Regions from separate parts of the Mus musculus genome. Here all the other regions are linked to region 3. Evidence: chromatin contacts called from public Hi-C and HiChIP or PLAC-seq data. All regions are on one chromosome and are shown on one strand. Each heading gives the region's core, a stretch centred on a gene start, on an enhancer-like site or on the middle of the called end of the contact. The rest is flanking DNA. Distances are from core to core; before and after follow the strand shown. Region 1 overlaps Sh3rf3 (SH3 domain containing ring finger 3). Region 2 has its middle 9.4 kb from the start of Gm36257. Region 3 holds the start of Sh3rf3 (SH3 domain containing ring finger 3). Region 4 overlaps Sh3rf3 (SH3 domain containing ring finger 3).

The links. A called contact is a pair of places that touch in the nucleus more often than the background predicts. HiChIP or PLAC-seq counts read pairs in DNA pulled down with a chosen protein or histone mark.
Region 1: an H3K27ac HiChIP or PLAC-seq map of VIP interneurons shows a contact between it and region 3, with 7 times the contacts expected there. The contact joins the enhancer-like site here to the promoter of Sh3rf3 in region 3. A contact is called at or near these places in 13 of 39 promoter capture datasets (the 3T3-L1 cell line, cranial neural crest, embryonic stem cells and 6 more), 2 of 15 datasets of contacts at CTCF or cohesin (the NIH/3T3 cell line and embryonic stem cells), 34 of 484 Hi-C or Micro-C datasets (the HL-1 cell line, the STO cell line, Sertoli cells and 18 more), 20 of 115 datasets of contacts at active chromatin or transcription factors (the NIH/3T3 cell line, SST interneurons, VIP interneurons and 12 more) and 2 of 9 other capture datasets (adipose tissue and embryonic stem cells).
Region 2: a contact with region 3 is called in a Hi-C map of epidermal suprabasal cells, with 4 times the contacts expected there. The contact joins the enhancer-like site here to the promoter of Sh3rf3 in region 3. A contact is called at or near these places in 9 of 39 promoter capture datasets (the HPC-7 cell line, cranial neural crest, embryonic stem cells and 5 more), 1 of 15 datasets of contacts at CTCF or cohesin (the NIH/3T3 cell line), 1 of 484 Hi-C or Micro-C datasets (epidermal suprabasal cells), 4 of 115 datasets of contacts at active chromatin or transcription factors (embryonic basal ganglia, embryonic forebrain, embryonic midbrain and 1 more) and 1 of 9 other capture datasets (embryonic stem cells).
Region 4: a contact with region 3 is called in an H3K4me3 HiChIP or PLAC-seq map of forebrain, with 6 times the contacts expected there. The contact joins the enhancer-like site here to the promoter of Sh3rf3 in region 3. A contact is called at or near these places in 20 of 39 promoter capture datasets (the 3T3-L1 cell line, 3T3-L1-derived adipocytes, the SN4741 cell line and 11 more), 2 of 15 datasets of contacts at CTCF or cohesin (the NIH/3T3 cell line and embryonic stem cells), 92 of 484 Hi-C or Micro-C datasets (the 3T3-L1 cell line, the C2C12 cell line, LSK cells and 49 more), 22 of 115 datasets of contacts at active chromatin or transcription factors (the NIH/3T3 cell line, PVALB interneurons, SST interneurons and 15 more) and 3 of 9 other capture datasets (adipose tissue, embryonic stem cells and embryonic tail).

What each region holds. Positions count from the first base shown.
Region 1 is chr10:59,103,900-59,108,106 of GRCm38.p6, forward strand. It overlaps Sh3rf3 (SH3 domain containing ring finger 3), which reads left to right. Exons shown (of 10, transcript NM_172788.3): 8 at 273-592. Among named protein-coding and RNA genes, the nearest start is that of Gm23223, 90 kb to the right of the region's middle. Within about 2 kb of position 2,587, at least 4 of the 459 cell types and tissues checked have an H3K27ac peak or open chromatin away from gene starts, as enhancers often do. A contact at or near this core is called in VIP interneurons and hippocampal neurons, where this site is marked.
Region 2 is chr10:59,238,813-59,242,884 of GRCm38.p6, forward strand. No RefSeq gene overlaps it. Among named protein-coding and RNA genes, the nearest start is that of Gm36257, 9.4 kb to the right of the region's middle. Within about 2 kb of position 2,524, at least 92 of the 459 cell types and tissues checked have an H3K27ac peak or open chromatin away from gene starts, as enhancers often do. A contact at or near this core is called in epidermal suprabasal cells, where this site is marked.
Region 3 is chr10:58,811,391-58,815,469 of GRCm38.p6, forward strand. Sh3rf3 (SH3 domain containing ring finger 3) reads left to right here and starts at 1,969. Exons shown (of 10, transcript NM_172788.3): 1 at 1,969-2,736. The coding sequence starts at 2,185.
Region 4 is chr10:59,129,000-59,133,380 of GRCm38.p6, forward strand. It overlaps Sh3rf3 (SH3 domain containing ring finger 3), which reads left to right. Exons shown (of 10, transcript NM_172788.3): 9 at 1,972-2,306. Among named protein-coding and RNA genes, the nearest start is that of Gm23223, 65 kb to the right of the region's middle. Within about 2 kb of position 3,117, at least 42 of the 459 cell types and tissues checked have an H3K27ac peak or open chromatin away from gene starts, as enhancers often do. A contact at or near this core is called in LSK cells, PVALB interneurons, SST interneurons and 9 more, where this site is marked.

The DNA of each region.
Region 1 (4,207 bases), core at 1,337-3,836, 290 kb after region 3:
CAAAGGCCTGGGGTGTGGTGTGGAGAGGCCTCCCACCTGCAGATGCTGTTAAGATGTCCAAGTGTGTTTTATAGTCATGGCATATTTGGAGGCTGAGGATACTGTTTGCACTGTATCTCAAATTCTGAAACCAGCAGTGCCACACATTGTGATGGCAGCCAAGTATGGAGTGTTCAGAACCCTCCAAGGTCAGAAGTCAAGCCCAAGAGGAGAATGCTCTGCAAATCGCATGGCCACATGTACACTAACCTTTCTCCCTTCCACCCCTCCAGCTACCCATGCCTCTGCCCAGGCCCTGGACCGGCCAACTGCCACCGTGTCACCCCTGCGCACTCAGACTTCTCCATCCCGCCTGCCCAGCACCGGCCTGAGACCCCGCTCTGTGGCGTCCCCACAGCATGGCCAGCAGTCCCCGGCACAGATGTGTCCCCGGCCAGCCATCCCCTTCACATCAGCGGCCTCCGCCATCACACCCCCCAATGTCAGTGCAGCCAATCTGAGCGGGGAGGTCGGAGGGACACCCATCAGCGGCCTGTCCACACCCAGCCTCATCAACACGGGCTTCAAGCCAGATGACAAGAAAAACGAAAAGGTTAGTGGGCCATCCTGGGCTAACCCTGAACCTGGAGCTGGCTGGCTACTGGGTCCTTCTCACACACTTGCCAATGGTGCCGAGAACAGGTGAGGTTTCAGTGTGCTCATTGATGTTCTGTATATTGCATGTGGCAGGGCCTCTGACATGGATAACAGCCAGAACAAGAAGGTAGAGTAGAAGCAGAGGCTAGCCTCAGGGTTCTGCCAGGGCCAACAATTTTCATGCCACTGCAGTTTTGATGAAAATCAGAAGGTGGCATCTTGCTCATCCATAGACTACCGTGGTCCCTCCTGCTAGAAGCTCATTGTAATACAGCCATCTTGTCAGAACAAGACTCCTAACTGCCATGTGCCAGAATGAGATGGTGAAAAACAAACAGATCTGCAATAACTCTCTGTGGTGCGAGCGAGCGACACCCTGTCCCTTGGACGCATGATTCTTGCACAGTTTGCAACCTGTTCAGCCATATGGGAAGGGCTTCTTTCTTGGAAAAAAAAAAAAACTGAAAGAGAAAAACAGGAGGACACCAGCCTGGTAGTGGGTATGGAAACCATTTTCAGCTATTCTTGTATTTTATAGAAGATTGGAGTCGATGGGCTGGCCCTGGTGGCTAGGAGCAAGGGGAGGAGTAGCCAGGGTCACACTCCACTTACAAATCAGTGCAAAACACAAGCCACAAAGTGAATGGAGAATGTTCTAGTAGCCGTAGCTTTAAGCTTAATATAAAATTTAAAGGTCAGGTGCATCTTCTATCAAATGCACTATCCAAAAAATGTTTCAAGGCACTCCAGTCTTGCTGCTAGGATGTCTAAGATTGTCTGTCAGTTGTGTTTGGCAGGCAACTTGGTTTTCCCACGTTCTGTGGCTGTTTGAAGATGTTTCTATAGGGTTTCCTAAGCATCCTGTGTATCTCACGTGTTTGAGGTGAGGACAGCCCCCTTGAGGGACATCCCCAGCCCTAATTTTTAAATCCACTCATCAGCTTCCAAGAACTTTCAGACCCCTCTCCCTCTAGAACCTAGGTACACCCCAGCACTGGTCCAAACTCATCACCACGGGTTACACTCTCTGCTGCCTCCATCAATGTGTGGGCTGGGTAGAAAGAGGCTGATAAAACCAGGGTGGCACCCACCCTGTGAAGTCAAGTATGGATGCTGTGTTTTGTGCCCATGTGTGCTTGAAAATCAATTCAGTTGTTAATCTGTTGCCTTCTGCCTTGCTGCACTTGTTCAGAGACTTGCTGGCTGGCTGCAGGAAGAGGGCGGAGGTGGGGGGGACAGCCCTTTGCGCTCAGAAGACAGTTTTCCCTCAGATGCAATCCGTCAGCCTTTCCAGCTACTGAGAGCAAACCAGGGGCAGTCTGGCAGTATTAGTAAACGTTTCTAGTTCCTTGTCCCCAAACCTCCTGTGTAACTTGTGGGACAGGTAGTGCTGCCTGCTACCAGCTAATACTGGGTGGCATCTGTACCTGTTGAGCCAGCCTTTGTTAGCCTGTCGCTCCTCACCACGGCTTCGGTCCAGAATGTAGGGCTAAAGCAGCTACTGGCCACATGACATGGACCAAGGATGGGGGGAGGGGAGGAGAGGCAACAGAGTCACATGACGAGCCCATGGAATCAGATTCCAGAGACCAGCATCAGGGTGCAGATAAGTGTGGGGTTAATAGGGTGTCCTGCATCCTCTCGGGACTCGGGCTCGTGGAGGTGGGACACAGGAAGTTTTGACTGCGCTTACCCCACATCAGTGCTGGGCAGGTGTAGGACTATGGAAAGCCATGGGACCCCACTCTGGGGCTGGGGGAGTGAAGTCTGAGGTCCTGGGGACTGCCGTAATTGGCTTGGGGGATCTCCGGACCTGCATGGAGACCAGGGATGTCAGATTCTCAGACTCTTGGACACCCAGGCACCTCTGAGAACAGAGTGGGAGCCCACAGGCTGGATCTAGCCCAGGGTTGAAGGGGAAAGAGGGGAGAGCTCCAGCTGGGTCCTGTGGGGGGAAGAGAGTCCTTGGCTTGCTCAGTGGGCAGCTTGGCTTGGCAGAAGCTGTGGCTGGGAGCACTGAGAGGCCTTCTGTGGGAGATTAGACAGCCGGCTCTTTAGGCAAAGGCCTGTTCCATTGCTCCCCACAGGGAATCCCGATGAAAAGAGATAGTCCATGGTTTTAAGGCATTTATTGTCATGATGGAGAGTGATGATGAATAAAACCGTATTCCACTTTCTCAGGGTGGACCTGAGGTCCTCTTGCAGGGATGAGTGTCTGGAACAGGGAGTTTATTGGCTAAACCTTACGGCCTTTAGGTACCTCATTAAAATGGTCAAAGCTGACATGAGGACTCTGGACTCCTGACACTGGAGCCCAGCCAACTGTGACAGGGTTCGGGAGTCCAGAGTCCTCATGTCAGCTTTGACCTCTGACCCCAAACAAGTCTCCCAATACCTCTCAGCTTCAGAAATTTCAGAGGAAAATGCAGACTATGGTAAAAAGATCCTTGGAGTACCTTTTTAATTTCAACAATCTTTTATCTATAAAACTGAAACTATGCTCATCCACAACAGAAAGCTAATCTGTTTCCAGGCCACAACATAAGACATTCGCCATGCTTTTTGATAGACAGATGTTGTCAGAGGTCTTCTGTGGACTTTATGGAAGTGCCACGGCTCTAGGACGTCTCTTATGGTTGGCAGCAGTGGCTGTGTTTCTAACCACACCCCTGACTTGTCCCTCACTTTAATATCACTTAACCAGTCCTCTAGACATCAATATGTTTAAAAGGGAAATGTCTTTTTCTGCTCATGCAAATACTATAAAGAGAATTAATTGTTTCTATCAGTCAACCATCTCAGAGACACCAAACCAGTAGGAGATGGATGGATAGTCTGATACCACTAACCCATCTATTGATAGATAAGATACCACTAACTTGTTTGTTTTAAGGACTTAGTGCATGTAATTACGGAGACTGCGAAGTTCAGAATCTGTGGAGCAGAGCTGAAATCCGTCGGGCAGGCCGACGAACAAACTAAAAAAACCTGGGCAGGATTTGTTGTTGCAATTTGAGGGAAAAACAATTTTATCCTCAGGAAGCCTAGATTGCTCTTTAGACTTTGAACCGACTGCGTTGAATGCCACTGTATTCAAGACACATACTTGAAGTCATTTTCTAAAGGAGATTAAAAGTCGGTTATTGTTTTTAAATTAGTTGATTTTTAGCCACATCTACAAATTACCATCACAGAAACATCCCAACAAGCATTTGACCAAACAACTGTGTGCCATAGCCTGAGCAAACTAATCACTCTTCTCTGTCTGGTACCAACCGAGAATTGCCCTAAGCCACCGGGAGTCCTCAACCAAGGACAATAGCAAGGTCAGGCTCTGCTTAGCATGGTGCAGCTGGGCTCTTGAGAGCAACCAAACCTGAGAGCAACCAAACCCACTAACCCAGAAGAGGCGGCCATCTTTGGAAGATGCGCCCTCAACGTTCTGTAGCAGAAACATTAGGACGTAAGAGTTAACATAGGCAAATGCTGACATCTCACATTGTGTGACAAGAGGGGACAAAGGGAAAGAAAGCAGATCTGTGACTCAATGCACATTCATAACAAAACAGGA
Region 2 (4,072 bases), core at 1,274-3,773, 430 kb after region 3:
CCAGGAGAAACTTATTCTCCAGCACCAGAAGGAGCTTTAAGACCCACCCCCACAGTGATGTACTTCCTCCCACACGGCCACACCTCCTAATAGTGCCTCTTCCAATGGGCCAAGCATATTCAAACCACCACAATATTTTCACTGCCTCTCTCTCTCTCTCTCTCTCTCTCTCTCTCTCTCTCTCTCTCTCTCAGACATAAGCCCAAATAAACTTTGTTCTATAGAATGCTTTTGGTCATTTTGTTCTATGGGCCAGAAAGTAACTAACACACACATCAGATGAAAGTATGACATAAACCCCATTTGTCTCCATTTAAGGACCAGGCCTGATTTTAAAAAGAAGGCCATAATCACCAACTCCAGGAACCATAAAACCCAGAAACAAGGTCATCTGAGGATAACCACAAAAATGGGGCAATATCAAATCTCTGAATGGACCATCTGTGCTGGGCAGCCCTATGTCATCCTATGGTTAAAAGCTCATGGCATAGGAAAGCAGACCATTATCCACCTGTGACCCCCCACCCCCCAGCACCCACCAATAAAATTTTAGATTACCTAATCCTTCTAGAGAGTTCCCCCAGTTCTGTATAAGAAGGCCTGTGCTGCTTTGTCTGGGGTTGCCATTTTAGAGAATGGTTGAGCCCCACAAGCTGGTTGTTTCTGCAGAATAAATGCTTTTTGTCTTTGCATTCTATCTGAGCCTTCAGTGATTTTTCCAACCCTTATACAGACGCCAAAGACAAGCACTCTTCCTTCCCTTCTTGCCTCCCTTCATTTTTAAATTAGTCTTTCTATTCAGTCCTAGGATATAAATTGATTTTCACTTTTTTCTCTCAAGTTCTTTTCTCATAGGCACAAATCAGAATCACAGTGCTCTTTTGTGAACCTAAATTCCCAGAGGAGAGCCAGCCCTGTGTTAAATATTCTATACACAGTTGATTGAATGATTTGTAGCCTTTCTTTGACTATGGAGAATTGGAATGTTACAGATTCCAAGCCAAATTATCTTTGGTTATTTTTAGCCCCACCTCTATAATTGATTGACAGTAGGTACAAATGATTCCTTATAGTCACCCACCATCCTCTCTACCTTGAGATGCAGGAGCATGACAACAATCAGTCAATAGTCTATATGTACTGCTCTGCTGGTGAGACTCATAGTCCCTACCTAAAAGGGACCACAAGACTGTCCCTATTTTATCTGTTGGATACAGACACCAGGTGTTGGATTTTCCATAAGAAGAGTTGTTTGGAATCCTTGAATTACGTGGAGTTTGAGTTTGAAATTGTTACATATCCTAAAGGTAGGTCATAGTTTTGTAATCTTAAAATACAAGGTTTAAGCAAGATCATCATCTCTCCACTCTCCCCAAAGACTTTGGGGATGGGGTTGGATTGTAGTAGGAAACCAGATGTAAGTTACACCCGTGAGTAATGTATTAAAGAAGCCAATGGTGGGGTTTGAGGAATGGTTCAGTGGCCAAGAGGTCTTCCAGAGGTCCTGAGTTCAATTCTCACCACCTGCATGGTGGCTCACAACCATCTGCAATGGGATCTGATGCCCTCTTCTGGTGTGTGTGAAGACAGAGGACTCATAGTAAATAAATAAATTAAACAAATAAATAAGCAAGCCAGAGGCAGAGAAATACTGAAAGCCCTTCCCTATCTTGTTCTCATACAACAAAAAGAACATTCTCCAGAAAAGCCCAAAATATATAAACATGAGTGAGGTGAATCCTATACAAATGTCCTACATAGGGTCACATGGCTTGTAGCCACATGCTTTTGGGGAGCGTTACCCTTATTTGTTAGTTTACTTTCATTATGAGGTGTGTTTTTCTTTCCTTCCTTCCTTCATTCCTTGCTTCCTTCCTGAGTTTCCTTGTGTGGCCCTGGCTGCCCTATAACTAGTCCTGTAAACCAGGCTGTCCTCAAACTCACAGCAATCCACTCGCCTCTACCTCTCGGTGCTGGGAGTATTTTCCCTTTCTTGACAAACTATTTCTGTTTCTTTGTTTGTTTGTTTTTTGAGACAGGGTTTCTCTGTATAGCCTTGGCTGTCCTGGAACTCACTCTGTAGACCAGGCTGTCCTCGAACTCAGAAATTTGCCTGCCTCTGCCTCCCAAGTGCTGGGATTAAAGGCGTGCGCCACCGCCCAGCCTGTTTCTGTTTCTAATCACCTGTCCTTGATCTAATTCTTTGCTGTGGCACTCAAGAACCTAAATGCTTCAGTAGGTGGCCTGGGATTCAGATCCATGCCTGTGACAATGTCCTATCATACAGCCATCCTCAGAGGGTGTGAAGCAAGGATCTGAACATAATACCACTGTTGAATACTACCTACTCCGGTCTCCAGGAGCCCACAAGTTATTAGGGAGTGAGATCTGAAATACAAAGACGGTATTCAGACTCACCAACAAGAGAGCTGTGTAATGCTACTGGCTGCCACTGTGTGGGAGGTGGACTTTGAAGAGAGATTTTGGAACTTGGCCAGGTGGGAGGGACAGGATCAGGGAACAAGCACTAGAACAAGTTGGCTCAGATACCTGGACCTACAGGAAGGACAGCTGTAAGGACTGCAAGGGAGACAAGGTGGTTGGGGAACATGTAAACACTGATTCATTAATCTGTCACATGGCCGTTTGGTAGGACACTGCTCTGGCAACTCCCTTGCTCCACCCAGCTGTGCAATGGTGTCCTGAGTCATGAGCTGTGAGCTGGCATAGTTACTAAGCACAGGATAAATACTGCTTCCAGGACTTCAACCAAGTCACCTTTTTTTGAAACAGGGTCTTTCTGTTTTATAGCCCTGGCTCTCCTGGAACTCATTCTGTAGACCAGTCTGGCTTTGAATCCAGAGATCTACCTGCCTCTGCCACAGGAGAACTGAGATTAAAGTCAGATGCCATGTCTAACATAATGAAGATGGTTGGTTGGCTAGTTGGTTGGTTGGCTAGTTGGTTGGTTGGTTGATTTGGTTTGGTTTGGTTTTTGAGACAGGGTTTCTCTGCCCTGGCTGTCCTGGGGAACTTGCTCTGAATACCAGACTGGCCTTGAACTCAGAGATCCACCTGCCTCTGCTGCTGTCTTCTGAGTGCTGTGAGTGTACCACCACCACTGATAAAGATTTAATTTTTTTTTTAAGAACTGTGGCCCTCAGGCAGATAGCTTTAATCTCAGCACTCATGTGGGTTAAAATGGTGCCCCACGCCTGGCCTGCCACAGGGCTAGGGCTGCTCATAGAGGTGGATGCAGGGAGTTTGACTGCGTGCACCCCACGCTAGGCGGGCATCGCTGTGAGAAGCCTCAGGACTCCGCTCCGGGGGTGGTAAGGCACAGTCTGAGGTCCCCACGGAATTGCCAGAGTTGGCTCAGACTCTCAGGCACCACAGACGCCACTAGGGTCCCCAGGGGCTTGCACGGAGGCCAAAGACGACAGGTTCTCAAACTCCTGGGCACCTCAGAAGCCTCTGGATGTCACAGAAGCGCTGAGAACAGAGTGGGGGGGGGGGGGTCTGCAGGCGGGCAGGCTCTAGCCTGGGGCCAAAGAAAAGAGGGCGGGAGGAGGAGAGCACTCCAGCTGGTCCCACCGGGATGAGAGTGTCTCTGGCTTGCTCAGTGGCTGCTTGGCTCAATGGAAGCTGTGTCTGAGAGTACAGGGAGGCCTCCTGCGGGAGATTACTTGCTGGGCTCTTTAAAGGAAGACCTGCTCCATTGCTCCAGCATGTCTGATTCGGATTAGAAGAGGCAGTCCATGGTTTTAAGTTGTTTATTGTCATGACAGAAGAGAGCTGTGTTGAGTGAAACCTTACCTCACCTTCTCAGGGGCCTGGGGTTAAGTACCTTTTGCAGGGAGGAGTGTCTGGGAAGGGAAACTAAGAGGGTAGTAGAGGCAGAGAAAGGCAGAGAGAGGGAGAAAGTAGAGAAGTAGAGGCCAGACATGGCCACATGGAAGGGAGGGAGAGGGAATGCAGAAAAAGTGGTTGCAAGAGGGCAAGAGAGAGAGGCAAGAGTAAGAAAGTAAGAGAGTAAGAGAGGGAGGAGGGGGCAAGCAGCCCCTTTTATAGT
Region 3 (4,079 bases), core at 719-3,218:
TTTATTTTGCACCTTTTAAAATTCTCCTAAGCTTTATTTCTCTCTTGCATCCAAAAGCACTCAGGCTATATCATCATGGACAGCAACTTTGTTCTTTGTTCTTTGCACACACACCCTTTCCCGGGTCCTGATCACCACTCATAAATCAGGCATTCTGGACCCTCTCACAATTCCCCTTGGGTGTTCCTGAGCAAAAGTCACTCACCTCCCTACCCCCTTCATAACAGACAATAGACAGACATAGGCAATAATAGACATAGACAGACAATTCTATCTTATACCCTTGCCAATACTTGTGTAAATGATACAGAGATCGGCTGGGACAACTCTATGCTCCTGGGAATTTCCAGAGACTAGCAGTCTGATAGGAACTCAGGATATCTGGAATTGGGGTGCTAAATACTGCATTCAAATCATCACTGGATGAGATCAAGTCACTCTTTCGATCATTCAATGGATATTTACTAAACACGCCGTGTGGAAGATACTACTACACTGTAAGGGACACGTGGCTTATAGGCAACCGCTCTGCTACCATGTGGTCTTTTTGCATTTGGGTTCTGTGGTCACAAAAACCACATTTAATAAAATGGCTTCATAATAATGAGAATCAATTTCCTTACCCGTGTAATGAAGTTAAAGCAATTATTTCACAGGGTTGTTTAAGAGCATTAAAACAATGCAGATATTATGTTGGCATTTAAGTATCAGCAAAATTTTTTTCTCCCTAAAAACGAAGAAAAGTGACATTCAGCTTCACAAACAACAGGGCAGCCCAACCGGCAGGAGGGGCATCCACACCACTTTGGATGCTTGCCCTGGCATCTCCCAGCTGTGCATCATCCAGCTTTCTGGACCTTTGCCTGTGCGGGGCTCGAGAGCGTTGGGAACACGAGGGGCCCACCAGGGGGCAGCACACGGTAAGAAATCTTGTACACCGACCGCAGCCCACCGCCAAACTTCCCTGCTGCTCCAGGTCCTCGTACGTACTTCCGTCGCTCTGACGCTCCCAGAACCCCGGGCATCGGGAAGGAGCGCACATTCCCCCTCTTTTGAGCCTCCCGAGGAATATTTGGAGCTGGGTTCATCAGAGCTCACCAGAGCGGGCGCTGGAGTCTTTCACCGCGCCGCCAGGGGCGCGGCGCTCGGCCAGGGTGTGCTGGCGCGTGGGCGGCGGCGTCAGTCACACATCAGTGATTCTGGAGAGGGCAGCCGGCTTCCCGAAGGAGTAGTCGCGGCCCCGGCAGCCCCCGACCCGGCCATCTCCAGCGACTTCCCTTCTCGCCTCAAGGGACACCCCCGCACCTATACCCACAGCTGTCACTTGGGCATGCTGGCAGGAGAGGGGACACAAGCAAGAGTGCTCCCTGGAGTCGTCCAGAAGGATGCCTGGGTGTCTGATGCGTCCTCCGGCTGCTCTCCAGCGCTGGCTAAGAAAGCAGTCGGGATGATGCTCCCAAACTTTCCTTCGCGGAGGCGTTGAGAAGAAACGTCCCTTCCTGAAGCTCGCGGAGAATCCAGAGTCTGGCGTCCAGAGGGGACAGGGCCAAGCCTGCGCAGGGGAAGTTCTCCGGAGCCCCGGAGGTGGCCTAAAGGGAGAAGCTCCAAGGCAGGAGAGGTGTCCGTTTCCCAACACCCCCGCAGTGACTGTGACCTCTGCGCGTCCCCCGCACATGGTCCCGCGACCCAGGGACGAGATCCGGCTGAGCTAGTTGAGCAAGGCGGCGGTGCTCTGGCAGCCCGAGGGCGCATGGAGGCGCCGAGGGGGGCGGTGCGGCTCGCCTGCGGCGCGGGGGAGCGTGCACGCCGCGCCCCGGTCTCCCTGGGGACCTGGCCGGCCTCTCCCTGCACTCCCCGCTGCTGGGCTCCCGGGCGCGGGCGGCGCGGCAGCACAGGTGTTGCCCGCAGCGGCGGTGCGCGCGCGTAGGCTGATTGGGCTCGGCTGGCTGGAGTTGCCTCGGGGCTCCGGAACTCCGGTGCCTGCCTCGCGGGCAGGCTCGGCGTGTCACTTTGCAAATCGTGGAGGCTAGTGCCTCGGGCTGTCAGCACGCGCCGCGCGGGGACCGAACCCTGTTTATTGACGGCGACTGCCCGGGCTAGGCGCAAATGCCCGCTCTCCTCGGCGGGCCGGGCTCTGGCTGCTAGACTTAGGCGGCTCGCTGGGCCCGCGCTGGCGCCTCCCCCATGCTGCTTGGGGCGTCCTGGCTGTGCGCGTCCAAGGCGGCGGCCACCGCAGCTCGGGGCGAGGGCGAGGACAGGCAGGGTGAGCAGCAGAGGGGGGCCCAGGCGAGGACTGAAGAGGATATGGACGAATCATCGCTGCTGGATTTGCTGGAATGCTCTGTGTGCCTGGAGCGCCTGGACACTACGGCCAAGGTGTTGCCATGCCAGCACACCTTCTGCCGACGCTGTCTGGAGAGCATCGTGTGCTCGCGCCACGAACTACGTTGTCCCGAGTGCCGCATCCTGGTGGGCTGCGGTGTGGACGAGCTGCCCGCCAACATACTGCTAGTGCGCCTGCTGGATGGCATCCGCCAGAGGCCCCGCACGGGTGCCAGCCCGGGGAGCAGCCCTCCCGCGCGCCCGGGCCCCGGTACGTTCTCAGCGCTCGCTGGTGGCGCTGGAGGGGCGACAGGCAGTCCCCCGTGTTCTCCGGTCTTTCTCTCAGCGGCCGCAGGCAGCTCTACCTCCAGTTTGTGCGACGTGGCGACTAATAGGAGTGTGCCAGTGGCTAAGGTAAGAATGTATCCCAGTGACATGGCGCCACTGTGTGGGAATGTGTAAGCTTGTCCGCACGTGTATGTGCAAGTAGTTTGTGATTAGAAGTAGAGGGACTAGCCGTGGATCCCCGTGGCCCACTCGTTTGTTTTATTCTTCTTTAACAACTTCTCTGTTTCCCAGGGACTCTGCCTAGCTGTCAGTTCCTACTTTACCAGTTCTTGACTACATCCCATCACATACATTCCTCTGCCCCACATCCTTACTTCAAACTTCTTGTGGGCACCTTAAGTCGCTTTCCAAGCTCAGTCCTTACATCTTCTCCCCCAAACCTGTTCATATGTGAGGCAGAACCCATCCTCTCATTAGGTGGACATGCCATCTGTCCTGCCGTTCTCTACCACTTCCATTTTGACTAGGCTGGCCGGTCCTGTATGTCTGTCTGTTGATCCATACATCCATCCACTCATCTATCTTTAACTTTGATCACCCCTCCAATTCTCCAGAAACAACCATCTTTTGCCACACCTCCTCAGTCCTGCTCTTCCCTCTCAGACCACCAATTGGGGACTTATTGCTTAATGGTTCACTGGTTCTGATCGCTGACCGGGAGTTAGCAGTCTCTTGCTGCTTAGCCGTGGAGGACAGGGGAGAGGGCAAAGTGGCAGACATTGCCCGGAGAGTAACTACAGCTGCCCCAGAAAGAAGGACTTCGCCTAAAATCTTCAGGAACACTTACTCTGTCTTACTCTTAGGCTTGGCACTCTCTAGTCAAGCTTTGCTTGTGGGCTCTTAAGCAGGGTTGCTTTCCCAGGTGGACAGTTGTTTTTAATTTTCGTTATTAGATTTAGCACGGCCGCATTATATAGACTTCACGACTTCTGTTTTTGCTGGAGGACGTTTTGTGGATGGCTGAATTTGAGTTTTCTATGGATCAGGAAGAGAGGGTCGGCAAAGACATGCAAGGAGTATGCATGCCTTCTTAGGATGGTCACTGAAGGATCAAAATTGAAATTTGGCTTTTAATTGTGATTAAATCTAGCCATTTGCTTCATTGGAAGTTCAGAAACTTTTCTTTTTTTTTCCTTTTCCATTTTTAATTAGGTATTTAGCTCATTTACATTTCCAATGCTATACCAAAAGTCCCCCATACCCACCCACCCCCACTCCCCTACCCACCCACTCCCCCTTTTTGGCCCTGGCGTTCCCCTGTACTGGGGCATATAAAGTTTGCGTGTCCAATGGGCCTCTCTTTCCAGTGATGGCCGACTAGGCCATCTTTTGATACATATGCAGCTAGAGTCAAGAGCTCCGGGGTACTGGTTAGTTCATAATGTTGTTCCACCTATAGGGTTGCAGAT
Region 4 (4,381 bases), core at 1,867-4,366, 320 kb after region 3:
CTAAGAGGAAGCTAGGCTCTGTGAGTGCAGGGTGGTCAAGCATTAAGTGCTACAGGCCCCACTCTGGCCTGACATGGATAGGAAGGAAGGAAGAAAGAAAAGTCAGCTCGTGTAGGGAGGGTATAACATAGACTGTTAACTGGCTGGAGGTTGCTGTTCTATCATGTCCCTGTCCTCTTTTAAAAACAACTTAAAAGGAACAGCTTAAAAGCTCCCAACTTAAAGGGAACATGGATAGCTTATTCTGGAGCCATTCTGATCGATCATGCCTGGGAATACAGATTTAGGTTATCCTAAAGTCCATCTTCCAATGTGGAAGCAGTTTCATGGAGTGTTATAATCTTACAGAGAGGGAGAGTCATAAATCAAGGTAAGTTTAAAATGTATTAGTGAATATAGGAGAGAGAGGTGGCTATAGCACATGGAGGAAGCTTTTCTATAGGGCTAAGATGCTATTCAATGACATCCTTAGCCTTTGAGTTTGTGGACAGTAGTGGTCAGCTAAGTTAATAGATTCCAAGAGTTTGGATCCTTTGGTCACAGGATGTTAGTTCTGACATGGAGGTGGGCAAGGGATGGCTGTTCCGGATATTTATACTAGCCCAAGGTAACTATTAGCCTTTGGACCTACAACATTGTAATCTCTCCACAGTCCTGAAGTTCTGTTCCTTCAGTCTCTATAGACACAGCTTCTTTCCAGTGTTCTTTATAATACTCAGTAGCTTCTCTCCATCACCTGCCATGAGACTGTGCAGAGCTCAGAGTGATGCTGAAGGAGCCCCTGGGTGTGGCTTCGTGGCCCTCTGGCTGCTAAAGGGGGAGATCACTCACTGTCCAGGTAGCCACTCCAACAATAAGGCACCCCCAACACTGCACATCAGCAGAGCCAGAAGCCTTCAAACAATCCTGCCTCAGTTTCTGATGAGATAGATCTGAGACACTAATCATCTTGAGACTTAAAATCACATGTGATACACACACATTATATACATGCTATATATACATACTTTTATATATGCATGCACTATATAAACCATGTGTATATATACATTATTCATGATATATACAAATATATACACACTACATATATATATATATATACACATTATATACATGTGTACTACATATTATATGTAACTACATATATATACTATATACATTATATGTGTATATACATACTACATATACATACTATATACATTGTATATATACTATATATATTATGTTTGTATATACATACTATATACATTGTATATATATACACACTATGTACATACTACATATGTTTATATATACTTATATATTAGACATATACACATACATTAGATTAAATAAACATATTTAATTAAAACTATGGACATTGCTAGGGACAAGTGCTCCTTCCTGGCCCACAATCTCCCAGGAATATTTAACATATACACATATATGCATACACACACACACACACACATATATGCTCACATACATAAAAGCACGCACGTATATATTCCACTGCTGTTTGTTTAAACAGAGAAAAGTTTAAAGCCAGGGCTTCCAAACATTGTCTCAAAGACACATGCTGCAACTCATCCTTGGATGAGGGGCTGCCTGTCTGGATGCCCTGTGTAGAGTAACTACCCTTTCAGCTGCGCTGAGTCCTACGGTTTTCCTCTCAGAAGAGTCAGGCCACAGTGTGGCCCAGATTCATGAGATGCCCCAGTAGGACATCTTCCCTGCAAAACAAAGCAGTCACCCTGACTGAGTTCCTCTGACCCCGCCCATGAAGTTCCTGTGGGTCCTGCCATGAGGAGCCCTGTCCTGTAGGACCCCTCGCCTGCAACCCTTCCATGGGAGCTAGCCTCATGAGACACTCCTCCCGGCTTGCCTTTGCCATCTTCCTCTGACTAGATTTACAGGACTGTCTTTAAAGGATTCTACAAGCTGGTCCTCCTCTAGACACTAACATCAGTTTAACTGTGTGTGTTTCTGCAGAAGGAGAAAAAGAGCGGCCTGCTGAAGCTGCTGGCTGGGGCCTCGACCAAGAAGAAGTCACGCTCCCCGCCATCTGTATCTCCAACCCATGACCCCCAGTCGGCCATGGATACCTCACTTCAGGGTGCCATGGGCCCCGAAGTGTCCCCATTGACCGTCCATGGCAGGGCAGGTTCCTGCCCCATAGAGAGTGAGATGCAGGGTGCCATTGGGTTGGAGCCACTGCACAGGAAAGCAGGCTCCTTGGATCTGAATTTCTCTTTGTCCCCGTCTCGGCAAGCAACTCTGTCCATGGCTTCCATTCGCCCTGAACCTAAGCCACTGCCCAGAGAGAGGTAAGGAGGTGAGGGATAGTATCTGTGGCCTCTCTTTACACCTGAGTTCTGGAAGCTTCTTAGGGACTGGGGAAAATGGGCTTTCCCAGGGATTAAGTTTATCAGATGGCCCTCTTTTCCCAGGCCTGGGGCATATTGCTGATTCCCAGGCCTCCTGCTTCCTAAATTTGGGCTCATATGTGATTCCTGAAGAAGTGTCAGGCCCACTGTGGCAGAGCACAGGGCTCTCCTGGCTCAGCGCTGGGTTTTCAACCTTCAGAGCCCCCTGTGGACCTGTGCCCCATCCACTCACCCAGAAAAATTTCAACCTCAGAACACTGTGACATTTTGGTATTAAGAAATGTCACTCTATGCTGTCTTCAAGGTATATATAGTCTATTAGGTCCAACCATTCAGAACCGCCAATACTCATTCAATCTTGAGTTTTACAGAAACTGAGCCGCAGAGATGAGACCTGCTGGGGACACAGGCTAAGGGCTAATAGACTGTCCAAGCTTTCCAAGTAGTAGGGCATCTATCTTAGTGAGTGGATCGGTATGCTTGAGTTTGCAACTAAAGCCTGGAAGGCCTTAAGGGGATGTGCTAGGTGCCACTTTGCCCTGTCTCTACTAGTTAGAACACTGCTTAAATAATAAAAACACATTCCTGAGAGAGCAACGACAGCATTTCTGTTAGTCCTCCACTGCTCAGTAACTTGTTACCTGAGCCCGAGAACACAGCAGCTAACCGCAGAGACCACACCTCCCGGTGCCAGGCAGCGGGTAGACAAGGCTCTGTTTAGATCAGGAGTCACACAGGCTTCCTGTTGAAGGCCAGATGGGAAATGTCGCGGATGCCAGGGACTCAGCTCTGCACGTAGCTTATACATGCCTGCATTTCCTAGTACGTTGTGTGCATTCTCCACTGGACTCCTCTCAACCTTCCTAGTCCAGCGTCCCTATTTCCTAATGAAGTGACTGATGTTCTGTAAAAGCCTAAGAAACTTGTTCATGATTCCACAGCTGGCTAGCAGCTGGCGGAGAGGCTCAACCGTGAGAGCTTTATGACCAGAGAGTCTAAGCTCATTTACACACGTGTGTGTGCAAGCGCGCACATGCACACACGTTCTCATCAGCAAAGAACTCAGCAGCAGCAGGGCAGATCAAAGCAGCACAAGGGGAAAGGCCAAGCAAGCCAAGGATGAGCTGCGTTTCCTTCTCAGATGCACTTTTTTTTTTAAGATTTATTTATTTTATGTATGTGAGTACACTGTCACTGTCTTCAGACACACCAGAAGAGGGCGTCAGATCTCGTTACAGATGGTTGTGAGCCACCATGCGGTTGCTGGGAATTGAACTCAGGACCTCTGGAAGAGCAGTCAGTGCTCTTAACTGCTGAGCCATCTCTCTAGCACTCAGAGACACTTCTTATCTGGGCTGCTGCTTGAAAGCCCTGCCCAGGGTTGGGGTGGACAGGCCTTCTCACGGCATCCATGGCAATCAGGACAGCTCTTCAACTGAGGCTTTCTACTCAGGCAATTCTACTGTGGGGCAAGTTGGCACAGTCCCCTAAAGGGATCAACGTCTCCATCTGGACAACGGTAGAGAGAGAGTGGCTGTGAGACCCTGTGATACCTGGATAGGAACTGAAGATGTGTGGTCCAGCTCCCTAGGCTAGGACAACTGCAGCTGAGACGGATTCCAGGCCCTCAGACCTGTGCCAGGCGCTCGTTTTGCAGCTTCTGAGTTTGGACCAGCTCTTCTTGTACTTGCAGAGACCCTCTGAGTCTTGGACTTAAAAAAAAAATTAGGCTCCTTGCCTAGCCCTCCTAACGTTCACAGTGCAGGACTCTTTCTGAAGGAAATCCTTCTGGGGATGGAAAAGCCTCTGACAGCCCAGACCTGTGCTAGGACTCCGAAGTCCTCACATCACATTCCCTGACGTTCCCAACCTGGACAGCAGCAGTACTGACACACAAACACAAATGGGTGATTATGGAGCCAAAGTTGTGTGTCCATGGCCCAGGAACACAGATTTAGGTCTCCCAAAATACTATGTTCCAATGTGGAAGCAGCTTCATGAAGTTTTTATAACAG